2 separate regions of the Sus scrofa genome follow, and region 1 is linked to region 2. The links are chromatin contacts, called in public HiChIP or PLAC-seq maps. All regions are on one chromosome and are shown on one strand. The core of a region is the stretch at or near the end of the contact, and the rest is flanking DNA. Distances in the headings are between cores, read along the strand shown.

Evidence for each region. HiChIP or PLAC-seq counts read pairs in DNA pulled down with a chosen protein or histone mark.
Region 1: an H3K27ac HiChIP or PLAC-seq map of alveolar macrophages shows a contact between it and region 2. The contact joins the promoter of C7H6orf226 here to the promoter of RPL7L1 in region 2. A contact is called at or near these places in 2 of 47 Hi-C or Micro-C datasets (epiblast stem cells and skeletal muscle) and 1 of 2 datasets of contacts at active chromatin or transcription factors (alveolar macrophages).

The regions. Positions count from the first base shown.
Region 1 is chr7:37,986,696-37,992,885 of Sscrofa11.1, forward strand. C7H6orf226 reads right to left here and starts at 1,561. Exons shown (of 1, transcript XM_005666004.2): 1 at 47-1,561. The coding sequence starts at 874. The coding sequence ends at 536.
Region 2 is chr7:37,938,950-37,945,197 of Sscrofa11.1, forward strand. It overlaps RPL7L1 (ribosomal protein L7 like 1), which reads left to right and starts at 1,600. Exons shown (of 7, transcript NM_001123192.1): 1 at 1,600-1,916; 2 at 2,489-2,597; 3 at 4,640-4,803; 4 at 6,047-6,184. The coding sequence starts at 1,903.

The DNA of each region.
Region 1 (6,190 bases), core at 311-2,810, 48 kb after region 2:
AAACAAATAAAAAGAACAGCAACAACCAAAAAACCCCCGCACAACCTAAAACTTGAAAATTATGCTTTATTTGGTGGACTTTCTGAGGACTCAAGGCCAGGAGGCAGCCTCGCAAATAGCTCCAAAGAGCTAAGGGAGAAGCCAGGATATACAGGAGTTTTCCAACAAAAACCAGGTAGTCAGACCATCAAAAGAGTAGTGTTAATTAAAGAAAACCAGACATCTCAAGTTAATGAATTTAGCACTTTTCAATGTATGGGAAGATGCCAGAGTCTGGGCTCACTTAAATCATTCCTTTGATATGCACCTTGGCTTTCCAGAGCCAGCATCCTGTTTGTTCCCAGTCTCAGTTCCCTCAGTGTGCCCCCGTCGGGGTGGCCGCAGTGGCTCAGGGCTTGGCAGCAGGCAGCCATCTGTCTCCACCGCTGGGTGGGCGGCAGTATTGGCTGATGGCTTCACGACTGCAGCATCCCTCGCAGATTTGACAGGCGTTTTTCATTCACAGCTATAAAGGATCTCAAACCTCAAGAATCCACTAAGTTCCACCTAGTAAGGCGCCGGTAGTACCCTTCTCCGAGTCAGGCTCCTCCAGGCGATTCCTCTGCCCACAGGGAGGGTCGGCAGGCCTGTGGCCCGCGGTCTGGAAGGGCGGCCCTGGGGCCTCGGCTGAGACCTCCCAGGGCTTGGGCCTCCGCGGGAGCTGGGACGCCGTGGGTTCGCTGAGGGTCGCCGCGACAAGAGGCCTCTCCAGGCCCGGAAGCTCCTGGCCCTGCTGCACCAGCTGCAGAAGACGCGCCAGGGTCACCGAGGCCGGGGCTGACTTCTCCGGTACAGGACCTCCGCCGCTAGGGCTTGAACTGCCTGGCTGTTCCATGACAGGCTCCGAACCTGCGCGCTTCTCTTCCGGGAGGGATGGATGCAACCATTGTAGGAGGAAGTGAAGGGGGGAGCATAGACCGTACCAAGCAGCCCAGAGAGCGGGGGAGCACTGGACGACCAGCTCCGCGAAGAAACGCCTCGCTCACACTTAAGGCTTACCCTGCCCAAGAGCCTCTAACGTTGAAAGCTTTAGAACCCCGAAGTCTTGCACAGCTGACACGGAGATATAGGTAAAAAGACACGAATTTTCACAAATGCACGGGCATCACGAACATACCGGCTTTCATGCACACGCTGAAGTGCATAGAGTACAGGGATTATTGCATAGATGCGTGGCAGGAGGATAACCTCCATCCGGGGCTCCTGCAGCACCAGACAGAAAATAACGGAGGAAATGTCTGCAAGTGGTTTCAGAAGAACTGGGAATAAGTGATGCCACGGCTCTCTCCCCATTCCCTGCCTTCAAGACAATTCCTGGTGTTCCCATAGTGGAAGAGAGAAGATGAAGGCGGACCAGGCTGCTACAGCTTCCTTCCACCTGCTTAGGAAGTCAGTGTCAATAAAGCTCAGGTTTCTAAGTTTATCAGAAACTAGCCAGATCCGACACTCACCACCTTAATCAAGTGAGCAAAGCTTAATTAATAGTAATAGAACAAACTAGCATCAGATGTCTCCTGAAGTGATGCACTGAGAGGGGCTGCAGGTGTAGGAACACAGCCTCACTTCTGTAGTGTTCCTGCTAAAAATGTTCACTCTGAATCTAAACTTGAGGAAATGAGTAGACAAACCAAAATGACAGACATTCTGCAAAATGACCTGGACACTTTATAGTTGTCAGTGTCATAAAAGACAAAGACAGAAGGAAAAAGACTGAGGAACTGTGTCAGACTAAAGGAGACTGAAAAATACAAAGTGTGATCCTGGATTGGATCTAGATGAGGGGAAAATCAGTTACAAAGGACATTTTAACCCTTGGGAAATTTTGAATTGACCTGTGTATTAGATGACAGTGTTATCATCTAATAACAGATGATACAGTTTAACTGTATATCAGTGTTAAATTAAGTACACAATTGTGCTCTGGCTATGTTAGAGAATGACCTTGTTTATAAGAGATACATCCTGAAGTATTTATGGGTGAAATGTCACAACGAAAAAGGGAGGGGAAAAAAAGCAAATGTGGAAAAATTGCTGGAATTGGTGGATCTAAATGGTTTGTAACTTGTTGAAATTAAAAGTTAATAAGGGTGACCTTGAGAAGCCAGTCTTGAGGAAACTGACCATACCAAGTCTTGTATAATAAGGAATTTGAGGACTTCCCTTGTGGCATAGAGGGTTAAGTATCTGAAGCTGGCACAGAGGGTTAAGGATTTGGAGCTATTCCTGCCGTGGCTCAGGTCACTGCTATAGCATGGGTTTGATCCCTGACCCCGGAACCTCCACATTGCTGAAGGCACAGAGCCCCCCCAAAAAAGAAGAATTTGACTGGTCTTTGTCCCTGGCATTTCCCAAGTATTAGAAGTGATATTCATGGTGGGCCCTGACAGTTTATGCCAAGGAGGTGAGTCATGGTGGCCCCTAAGTGGTTTCAGGATTGGTGCTGACCAGTCATGTGATTGGAGGGTTGGGGCTTTGACTCATGAAGGGTCCAGGAAAGAGGCCTGGAAATTGAATTCAGTCTCCAGCCTATGATTTATTCAGCCATGCCTATGTAATAAAACCCCTAAAGCAACTCTGGACACAAAGCTCAGTGGAGCTTCCTGATTGGTGAACTCATCAATGTATCAGGAGGGGACATGCCCTGGTTCCAGGAGGAGATGAATGACACAGAAGCCCTGCATGCAGGACCCTCCCAGACCTTGCCCTATGCGCCTCTTCATCTGGCTGGTCCAGCTGATCTATATTCTCTCTAATAAAACCGTAATCATAGGAATAACACTTTCCTGAGGTCTGTGTTCTGTGAGTCATTCCAGTGAATTATTGAACCTGAAGGGGGGGTGTGATCCCCCAAATTCGTACCTAGTAAGTCAGAAATGCTTGTGGCCTGGGACCCCTCCGAACTTGCAGCTGGCATCTGATTCAGAGCTGTCTTGTGGGGACTGTGCTCTTGGACTTGTGGGATCTGTATTAATTACAGGAAGTTAACACTGGAGTTGAATGGGGTTTTTAATTGAACCCTGGATGCAGGAAGAACTCGTCCTTCTCGCTGTGGATGGCATCAGTTTCTGGGTGACCTCCTGCACTCCTGCCCTAAGGACTCCCTCCTGGGTCACCAGGTCCCCTTTCTTTCTCAGATGTCCTTGGCCCCAGTTCTCCACTCCCAACCTCCTAGCCAAGGGGCTGTGGTTTTCTGCTCCACCATTGCTTTCTTTCCTACCAGCCAAGTGCAAGAGGCAAACATCTTTAGGAGATTAAAACCGACCTTGGGTATCCTCCCAGGCTGAGTAAGGACTAAATTTTCTCAGAATTTGGGACAGTGATGTGTTTGTGTTTGGGACGTGGGGAGTTGTCTCAGTGTCATCATTTTTCTTCTCTCTCATTCTTTCATCTTCTCCTTAGCACAGCACATAGTATAGACAAGGACGAGTCTAGGAGTTAGGGGTTGTCAGGAGGGACCTCAAGCACAATCGAGCCCAACATTCTTTTTTTTCTTTCTTTCTTTTCACGGCCGCATCTGTGGCATATGGAAGTTCCCGGACCGGATCGAATCAGAACTGCAGCTGCAGCTTGAGCCACGGCAACACCAAATCCAAGCTGCATCTGTGACCTATGCTGCAGCTTGCAGCAATGCAAGATCCTTAATCCACGGATTGAAGCCAGGGATTGAACCCACATCCTCACGGACACTATGACGGGTTCTTAACCCACTGGGCCACAACAGGAATTCCCCAACCCACTTATATACAGAGAGGTAAACAGAGCTTGTGAAAGGGCTGGGTTTGGATCCTGAGCCCACTGACTGCTAACTCAGGCTGCCTCTTGATGGGGTGTAGGGGCCTCTGCCCTCTGGGCAGCCATTCTGAGACTGTGCTCTGCTGAAGATGTGCATGCAGAAGGCAGGGAGGCAAAAGAAGGAAAATCGAGTGAGCCCGTGGGCAGGGGCAAAGATACCTCCCATCCAGGCCCATCCACAGCCTTTCCCTGCATCAGTGAGGACCCCGGAGACCAAGAGGTCATGTCTGCGGGGGGTGGCAAGGCCAGATTCAACCTCTGGTGTAGAGACAGGCTCCAAACACCCCTGAGTTCATTTATAACTCATTAGCCATCTTTCACCCACGATTTTCTTTTTTTTTTTTTTTTTTTTTGTCTTTTTGCTATTTCTTTGGGCCACTCCCGCGGCATATGGAGGTTCCCAGGCTAGGGGTTGAATTGGAGCCGTAGCCACTGGCCTATGCCAGAGCTACAGCAACGCAGGATCCGAGCCGCGTCTGCAACCTACACCACAGCTCACGGCAACGCCGGATCGTTAACCCACTGAGCAAGGGCAGGGACCAAACCCACAACCTCATGGTTCCTAGTCGGATTCGTTAACCACTGCGCCACAACGGGAACTCCTCACCCATGATTTTCAACATCACCTCTCAACAGGAAATGCCCCTCCCTCTCCCTCATTAATTGGAGCCCCATTCATCCTTCAAAGGCTGCTCAGTAGGTCCACCTCTCCCATCATTACCATCAGAATTAACTGATCCTGGAGTTCCCATTGTGGCTCAGTGGAAACAAATCCGATTCATAACCATGAGTTTGCAGGTGTGAACCCTGGCCTTGCTCAGTGGGTTAAAGATCTGGCATTGCCCTGTAGGTCATGGACACGGTTCAGATCTGGCATGGCTGTGGCTGTGGCATAGGCTGGTGGCTGAAGCTTTAATTTGATCCCTATCCTGGGAACCTCCAAATGCATCGGATGCGGCCCTAAAAAGCAAAAAAAAAAAAAAAAAAAAAAAAAAGGAATTAACTGATACTTTTTCTACAATTCCACAGTCCCTTGCTCATCCACATGCTGCCTCTCCTTCTCTCTCTCTCTCTCTCTCTCTTTTTTTTAATTTTACAGCTGCACCCGTGGCATATGGAAGTTCCCAATCCGGGGACTGAATCCGAGCCCCAGCAGCAACCTGTGCTACAGATGTGGCAATGCCACTGTGCCGGACTGGGGATCAAACCTGCAACCCAAACCACTGCAGTCAGGTTCTTAACCTACTGAACCACAGCAGTAACTCCCTACAAGTTTTCTCTTACTTAGTCCATGAGTCCTACTCACCTAGTATCATAATGTGCCCAGACCAGCACCTGTGGAGACCTAGTGATGCTCAGAAAATGTTAACTAAATGCCTGCTTGACTGAATCTACTGTTAGAATAAACACAAGGAGAAAAGAAAGAATTCAAGTCACTGCGAGCATTGACTGAGAGCCTGCCATGTGCCATGCACGGTGCCAACTGCTTGGTGTACAGATCCCTGTCCTCAAGGGGCTCACAGCTGACTCGGGAAAAAAGTCAGAATAAAATTATTATAATTATGATGTATATCATAGAATTTACTCTATAAATAATGCAGTGCAGTGCCTGGTGTGGTAACAATGTCATGTGCCAACTGAAATCAGCAGACTATGCTTTAGATGGGTTTTGAAGCAGATTTGATCACATGTGTAAGCTGCTCTTATGGTCAACGTGTCAGCCTGCAGGGCTGGCCCATGCCTGACTCTGGAGCCAGATCAAGCTCAGGTCCTAAGGCCACCTCTGGCTCTCACAAGCTGTGGGACTTTGGAGCAAGCGATTTCCACTTCTCTGTGCTTCCGATTCCTATCAGTAAAAGGAGAGTGATGACAGTGCCTCACGGGACTGTCCAACAGATTAAATGGGATAATGAATGATGCCCAACAAGGACAACTATTAATATTCTTATCAGTTGGGTGGTTATGCTGTCTCTCTCTCTCTCTCTTTTGTGGGGGGTGGGGTGGGCAATCACGGCATATGGAAGTTTCCAGGCTAGGGGTCAAATCGGAGCTACTGCTGCCAGCCTAAGCCACAGCCACAGCAACATGAGATCCAAGCTGCATCTGCAACCTACACCAGAGCTCACAGCAATGCCAGATCCTTAACCCATTGAGAGAGGACAGGGATGGAACCCGAATTCTCACGGATACTAGTTGGATTCGTTTCCGCTGCTCCACAACAGCAACTTCCCACTGGCTCTCTCCTGTTGGCCCCTCTGGGTCCTCACTCCACCCTTGTCCCCCCAGCCTCCTGGACACTGACATCAGCAGACACTTGCAATAGGCTCCCTCACCCTCTGGCTTTGGGTTCGGCCAACTG
Region 2 (6,248 bases), core at 350-2,849:
CTGTCTTTCTGGTTGTCTTAGATGCATAGCACATACCAATGTGATGCCTTGAGTTTAGATGGTTAACCAGCCCCTGCAGGTGCCTGTTGTTGTGAGAGGTGCTGTAGAAGATTCAGAGATGTGATGACTTCCCTGCATTCAGAGAACCCTGTCTAATCAGGGAAACAATAAACCAAACAATACAGGATAAAGTCTGTGGTGATGCCTTTAAGTGCTGACTGTCAAACAGTGACATTGCCTTAGACCTTAACATAAATATACATAGACTGTGCTAGACATTTGGCAATGCCTGGAGACAAGAACTTTGTCACCACTAGGATGGAGATGCTACTGGCATGCAGTGGGTAGAAACCTGGGATGCTGCCAAAATATTCTACAACCAACAGGACAAAGAATTATCTGGCCCCAAAAGCCTATAATGCCGAGAAACATTTAAAATTTTTTTTTTTTTTTTGCTTTTTTTTTAAGGCTGAACCTGCAGCATATGGAGGTTCCCAGGCTAGGCATTGAATCAGAGCTACAGCTGCTGGCCTACGCCACAGCCACAGCCACGCCAGCTCCGAGCCACCTCTTTGACCTATACCACAGCTCATAGCAACACCGGGTCCTTAACCCACTGAGTGAGGCCAGGGATCAAACCCACAACCTCATGGTTTCTAGTCGGATTCTTTCCGCTGTGCCACTACAGGAATTCTTAAAAAATAAACATGCTGAAGGAATTCAGAAAAAGGAGAGACTTCTCAAGATACTTGCTAGTCATGAGTTCTCTTGTGGCTCAGCGGGTTAAGGTCCAGTGTTTCACTGCTGTGGCTCAGGTCACTGCTGTGGCACAGGTTTGATCCCTGACTCAGAAACTTCCACATACTGAGGGGGCCGCCAAAAAACAAAGGAAAGAAAGAGAAAGAAAAGAAAAAGAAAAAGCCCTTCTAGTCAAAATGCACTTGAAGCATCCCCATCACTTTGAATCACGTTTAAAATGCAGAATATTGACTCCCCGCCCCTCCTGAATAAAAACGTGATTTTAACAAGATTTTCATGTGACTCCTATGCACATTAATGCTTGAGACACACTGGTCTGGAGGTTTCCATTAAAGACAACACGTGAGTTTTTATTTCTTTCTGAAGAGCAGGAGAGAAGGAAACCTATTCCAGGTGGTGAGAGCTATTATGAGGGAGTTCTGAAATCGTAAGTTGCAATTTCTCGTTTTCGGTACAGCAGGAATAATAATTAACACAGTGTTAACTGCTTACTGGACTTTGTTCTAAGCGCTTTATGTGGAGCAGCTCATATAACTTTCCCAAGGCTATTAGGCAAGATTCGCTATTACGTCCACTTTTTGGGTAAGGGAAACGAAGGGATAGAGGGACCCACTTGATCAGGGACCCACTGACGAAGCCAGGCCGAGGGAATCAGAGATGCCTTTGCCAGCACCCTAAGTCGTCCACACCTCCACCAACACAGAACCAAAGCTGCAGCCCCAAGCTCTCCGCACCAGGTGAAGGATACCGGATCCCGCCAGTCGCCTTCCGGGAGAAGCGCAGCCTAGCGAGCAGAAACCGGAAAATCGTCACCTCACTCCCTACCGGAAGTCGGTGGGAAGCGTTTCCTCGTTTGTGACCAGGCTTCCGGCGATATGAGAATACAGCTGAAATAAAAAGGGATGGTCTTTGAAGATGACCGGGCTCTAAAAAGCTTCTAAGCGGCGCCCAGGAAGCTTTGAGCCACTTTTGATAGGAATCAGGGTTAGCAAAACTTCAGCAGTTCATTGCTGCTAAGAAGGCGCAGGCTACCCGCTCGCCCTGGGGTGAGCTAGAGTAGACATCTCTATGGTCGAGAGACCATAGAGAGGTTCCTTCCCATGCGTGGGGCAACGCCTGAGCAGTAGCAGCTGCGCTGGAAAAATGGCGGAGGAGGAGTGAGTATCAGGGGCTCTGAGATTCTGGGTGGTGCCCTGAGCATCTGGTGCCATCCTCAGTATTTATTTCTCGGTGGCGGAAAATAAGGATCCTTGTGGACTGAAGAGAGACTTAGAAAAGGCTCCAGATTATCGAAGGAGGAGGGAGGAAGTGTTGGGCTGGGGCGGGCGGATGGGGCCTCTGTCAGGTTCGGATTACCTACCTCAAGGGGTGAGGAATGAGTTTGAGGCTGCGGGCTGGAGGGTGGGTTTCCCCAGCCTGACTTAAGTATTATCTCTGCAGCTGGGTCCGCACCCGCCCCAACCCCACGGGGCGGAATCTCATCGCTGGTGGTATCTGTAAAAGGCTATGACAGTAAAAGCTCCATTGACATACGAGGACCAGTGGCTAAGGGGTTCATGGTTCTTGAAAGCTTTTGAGAACTGGAGTCAGAAACGCCAGGTGGCGGGGTGGGAGCGCGGTCCTTAGGAGGTTTTAGACAGTAATGTTTGCGAAGCCCAAGCTGTCGTTTGGAAACGCATTGCAGATTTGTTTCCTAAATACTATCGCTTTTCTCCATTTTCTCTCTCAGGCAAAGAAAAAAGATCCCTTTGGTTCCAGAAAATCTCTTGAAAAAGAGGAAGGCATATCAGGCCCTCAAAGCCACACAGGCGAAGCAAGCGCTTTTGCAAAAGAAAGAGGTAATAGTGGGGAACCAGGTGGAAGGAATGAGAATTTGTGTTCGGTGAGTTTTATCCAGCACATGTTGAACTAATTTGGTACTGACAGTCGGCTTCCCCCATCAGCTGGATGATACATATTTGCTAAACAAAGCAAGTATGTATCAAATGCTTTCTGCAGGCAAAATACTGGAGTAGAGTTTAAGGAAAAAGCCAGTGGAGAGTGTTCCTTCCGGTTCATACCAAGGGATTCGAGAACATGCTTGTGTACCTAAAAGAAAAAAAATTTTCTTTTTTCTTTTTAGGCCGGCAGGTGTGGCACATAGAGGCTCCCAGGCTAGGGTTCAAATTGGAGCTACAGCTGCCGGCCTACACCACAGCCACAGCAACCCCCGATCCCAGCCACATCTGTGACATATACCACAGCTCACCACATCGGGTCCTTCACCCAATGAGTGAGGCCAGGGATCAAACCTGTGTCCTCATGGATACTAGTCAGATTCATTTCTGCTGAGCCACGACAGGAACTCCCAAAAACTTAAAAATTTTACTTACTTTTTTCAACCACATCCATGGCATATGGAAGTTCCTGGGCCAAGATTCCAGTCTGAGCCACAGCTGTGGCATTGCTGGGTCCTTAACCTGCTGTGCCATATTGGGAACTCTAATTTTTTTTTTTTTAATGTACCAGGTTTTTTGGTTTGCGTTTTTTGTTTGTTTTGTTTTTCTTTTTAGGACCACATATATGGAGTATGGAAGTTTCCAGGCCAGAGGTCTAATCAGAGCTGCAGCTGCTGGCCTACACCACAGCTACAACAATGCAGAATACTTAACCCACTGAGTGAGGCCAGGGATTGACCCCACAGCCTCATGGATACTGATCAGGTTCTTAACCCGCTGAGCCACAACAGGACTCTGAAATAGTTTTTGCTATTTGCCAAATGTTTTGGAGAAATACATATTTGGGAGGCATGAGCTTTATGATGCCTTATGTTCCAATAAACGTTGACTGACAGTGTGTAAACTAATTGGTTTTTTGCTTATTCAACAAGGACTGTCCCCAGTAGTTCTCAGGTTTTCTCAATTTCACCTTTACTTGAGTATGTTGGTGTTGTTTCCCCTCCCCAACACCCACGCCACAGCAGTGACAACACTGGATCCTTAACCCACAAAACCACCAGAGTGGGTTTTTCCATTATATAATAAAGTCCTAGTGTATAGCACTGGGAACTATATCTAGTCACTTATGATGGAGCATGATGGAGGATAATGTGAGAAAAAGAATGTATGTATGTTTGTGACTGGGTCACTGCTGTACAGTAGAAAATTGACGGAACACTGTAAAACCAACTATAATGGAAAAAGTAAAAAATCATTTTAAAAAACGAATGATGCTGGGAAAACTAAAAAAAAGAGAAAAAAAAGGGATGGGAGTTCCTGTATTGACTCAGTGGGTTAAGAACTTGACGTTGGAGTTCCCATTGTGGCGTGGTGGAAACGAAACCCACTAGGAACCATGAGGTTGCAGGTTCGATCCCTGGCCTCATTCAGTGGCTTAAGGATCTGGCATTGCCGTGAGCTGTGGTTAGGTTGCAGATGCGGCTTGGATCCTGTGTGGCTGTGGCACAGGATGGCAGCTGTAGCCCCAATTGGACCTCTAGCCTGGGAACCTCCATATTGCCTCGGAAGCGGCGCTAAAAAGACAAAAAGGAAAAAAAAAAGAACTTGACATTGTCTCCGTGGGGGTGCAGGGTCAAGCCCTGGCCTTACTCAGAGGGTTAAGGATCCAGGGTTGCCACAAGCTGTGGTGTAGGTCGCAGATGCAGCTCAGATCTGGTATTGCCAAGGCTGTGATGACAGCTGGCAGCTGTAGCTCCCATCTGACCCCTAGTCTGTGGCAGGTTCGCTGTTTTTTTAAAAAAAAAAAAAAATAGAGGATGTTTGGTCCCTTTTCCAGAACAGAGGGCAAATAAGCTCTACCGATAGTGACTAATGAATGACTGTTGCAGAAGTAAAGACAATTAGAGACATAAAGTGGTGGTGATAGTCTGTCTTCTCTGTAGCAGAGGAAAGGAAAGGAACTCAAGTTTAAACGACTGGAATGGTTCCTACATGATTCCTGGCGGCAACTACGTGACAGAGTGCGCCTCAGACGACTGGAAGTGAAGCCTCATGGCTTGGAAGTGCCAGATAAACATTCCTTGGCCTTTGTTGTACGCATCGAAAGGTAGGGAACTTGCTGGATCCTGGGAGGCTGAGGCAAACTATTGGTTCAGGCTTTTTGGGGGGTCTTTTTGTTTGTTTTTGTTTTTTGATTTTTATTCTTTCCATTATAGCTGGTGTTTACAGTGTTCTGTCAATTTCCTACTGTACAGCAAAGTGACCCAGTTACATATATATATATATATAATTTTTCTCACATTATCATGCTCCATCATAAGTGACTAGATATAGTTCTCGGGGCAGTACATCAGGATCTCATTGCTTATCCATTCCAAAGAAGAGTTTGCATCTATTAACCCAGATCCCCACTCCACCCCCACTCCCTCCCTCTCGTTTCAGCTTTTGCCTGTCTTTAGGGAGATGACAAGATAGTAGGCCTGAAGCCACTGATGCAAGTTGTGCTAGAATTCAGGGCTGAAGGAAACAGATTGCTATTTTCAAGATTAGGGAGCCTCACCTTAGGCAAATAGACATGAAGTTACTCTAATTGCTTTGAGGGTTCAGTGCTGGCTGGATGTGGGGTGAGGGCCGCCGTGTGGCATGCAGTGGTTGAGGGCATTCTGAAGCAGGAGCTTGAGGCTGAGACCTGCAAAGGGTTGGGGGAAGCCTTTCCAGGCATAGATGCAAAAAGTCCTGAAGTGGGGTTATCAAGGTAGCCTCGAGGTACTCAGGGTCGAGTGGATCGAGCATATGCAGTGCTGGGGAGAGTACGGACAGCTTGTTCCACATTCGGTGGTGCCTTACCCATTCCTACCTGCACCCCCAGCTCTGCCTCCTTCTGTTTCCCTCCCCAGCCAATCAGACCACAAACCTTTGTGTTTTAAATATGTATGCACCTCTAACCACTGCCCATCATCTCTCTCCTGGACTATCGCATCAGCTTTCTAGCTGGGTTTCCCAGACTCTGGTGTCACACTGCTCCTCAGTGATTGTCAGAAACAAATCTGGTCATGTTTCCTCTACTTAAAATCTTCCATAGCTTTTACTGCCACAGGAGCAAGTCTGGCCTCCTTAGCCTGACACACAACCCAGCACAGACACACATTCGGGGACCATCTGTATTCCCATAGCCCCTGAGCCTTTGCTCTGCATCGCATTGACATGATCTGTTTACATAGCTGATAAGCACTCAGCTGAGCTCTGTGAGGCGTGGTCTGCGTCCTGCCCTCCCCCTGGGTGCCCGGTGGTAGCACACATTTCGTGGGTGCTTGCTGATCCAGCCTGACTTGCTCTGTTCTTCATTTCAGGATCAGTGGGGTGAGTTCAGTGGTGCAGAGGACCATTGCAAGACTTCGCCTGAAGAAGATTTTCAGCGGTGTCTTTATGCAGGTCACCCCTCAAACCATAAAAACGCTTCGTATAGTGGAACCTTATGTGACCTGGGGGTGAGTGTGGTTTTTTGGTGTGAGTTCACATTAAGTTTTATTTGAAAATGTTGAGAACATTAGG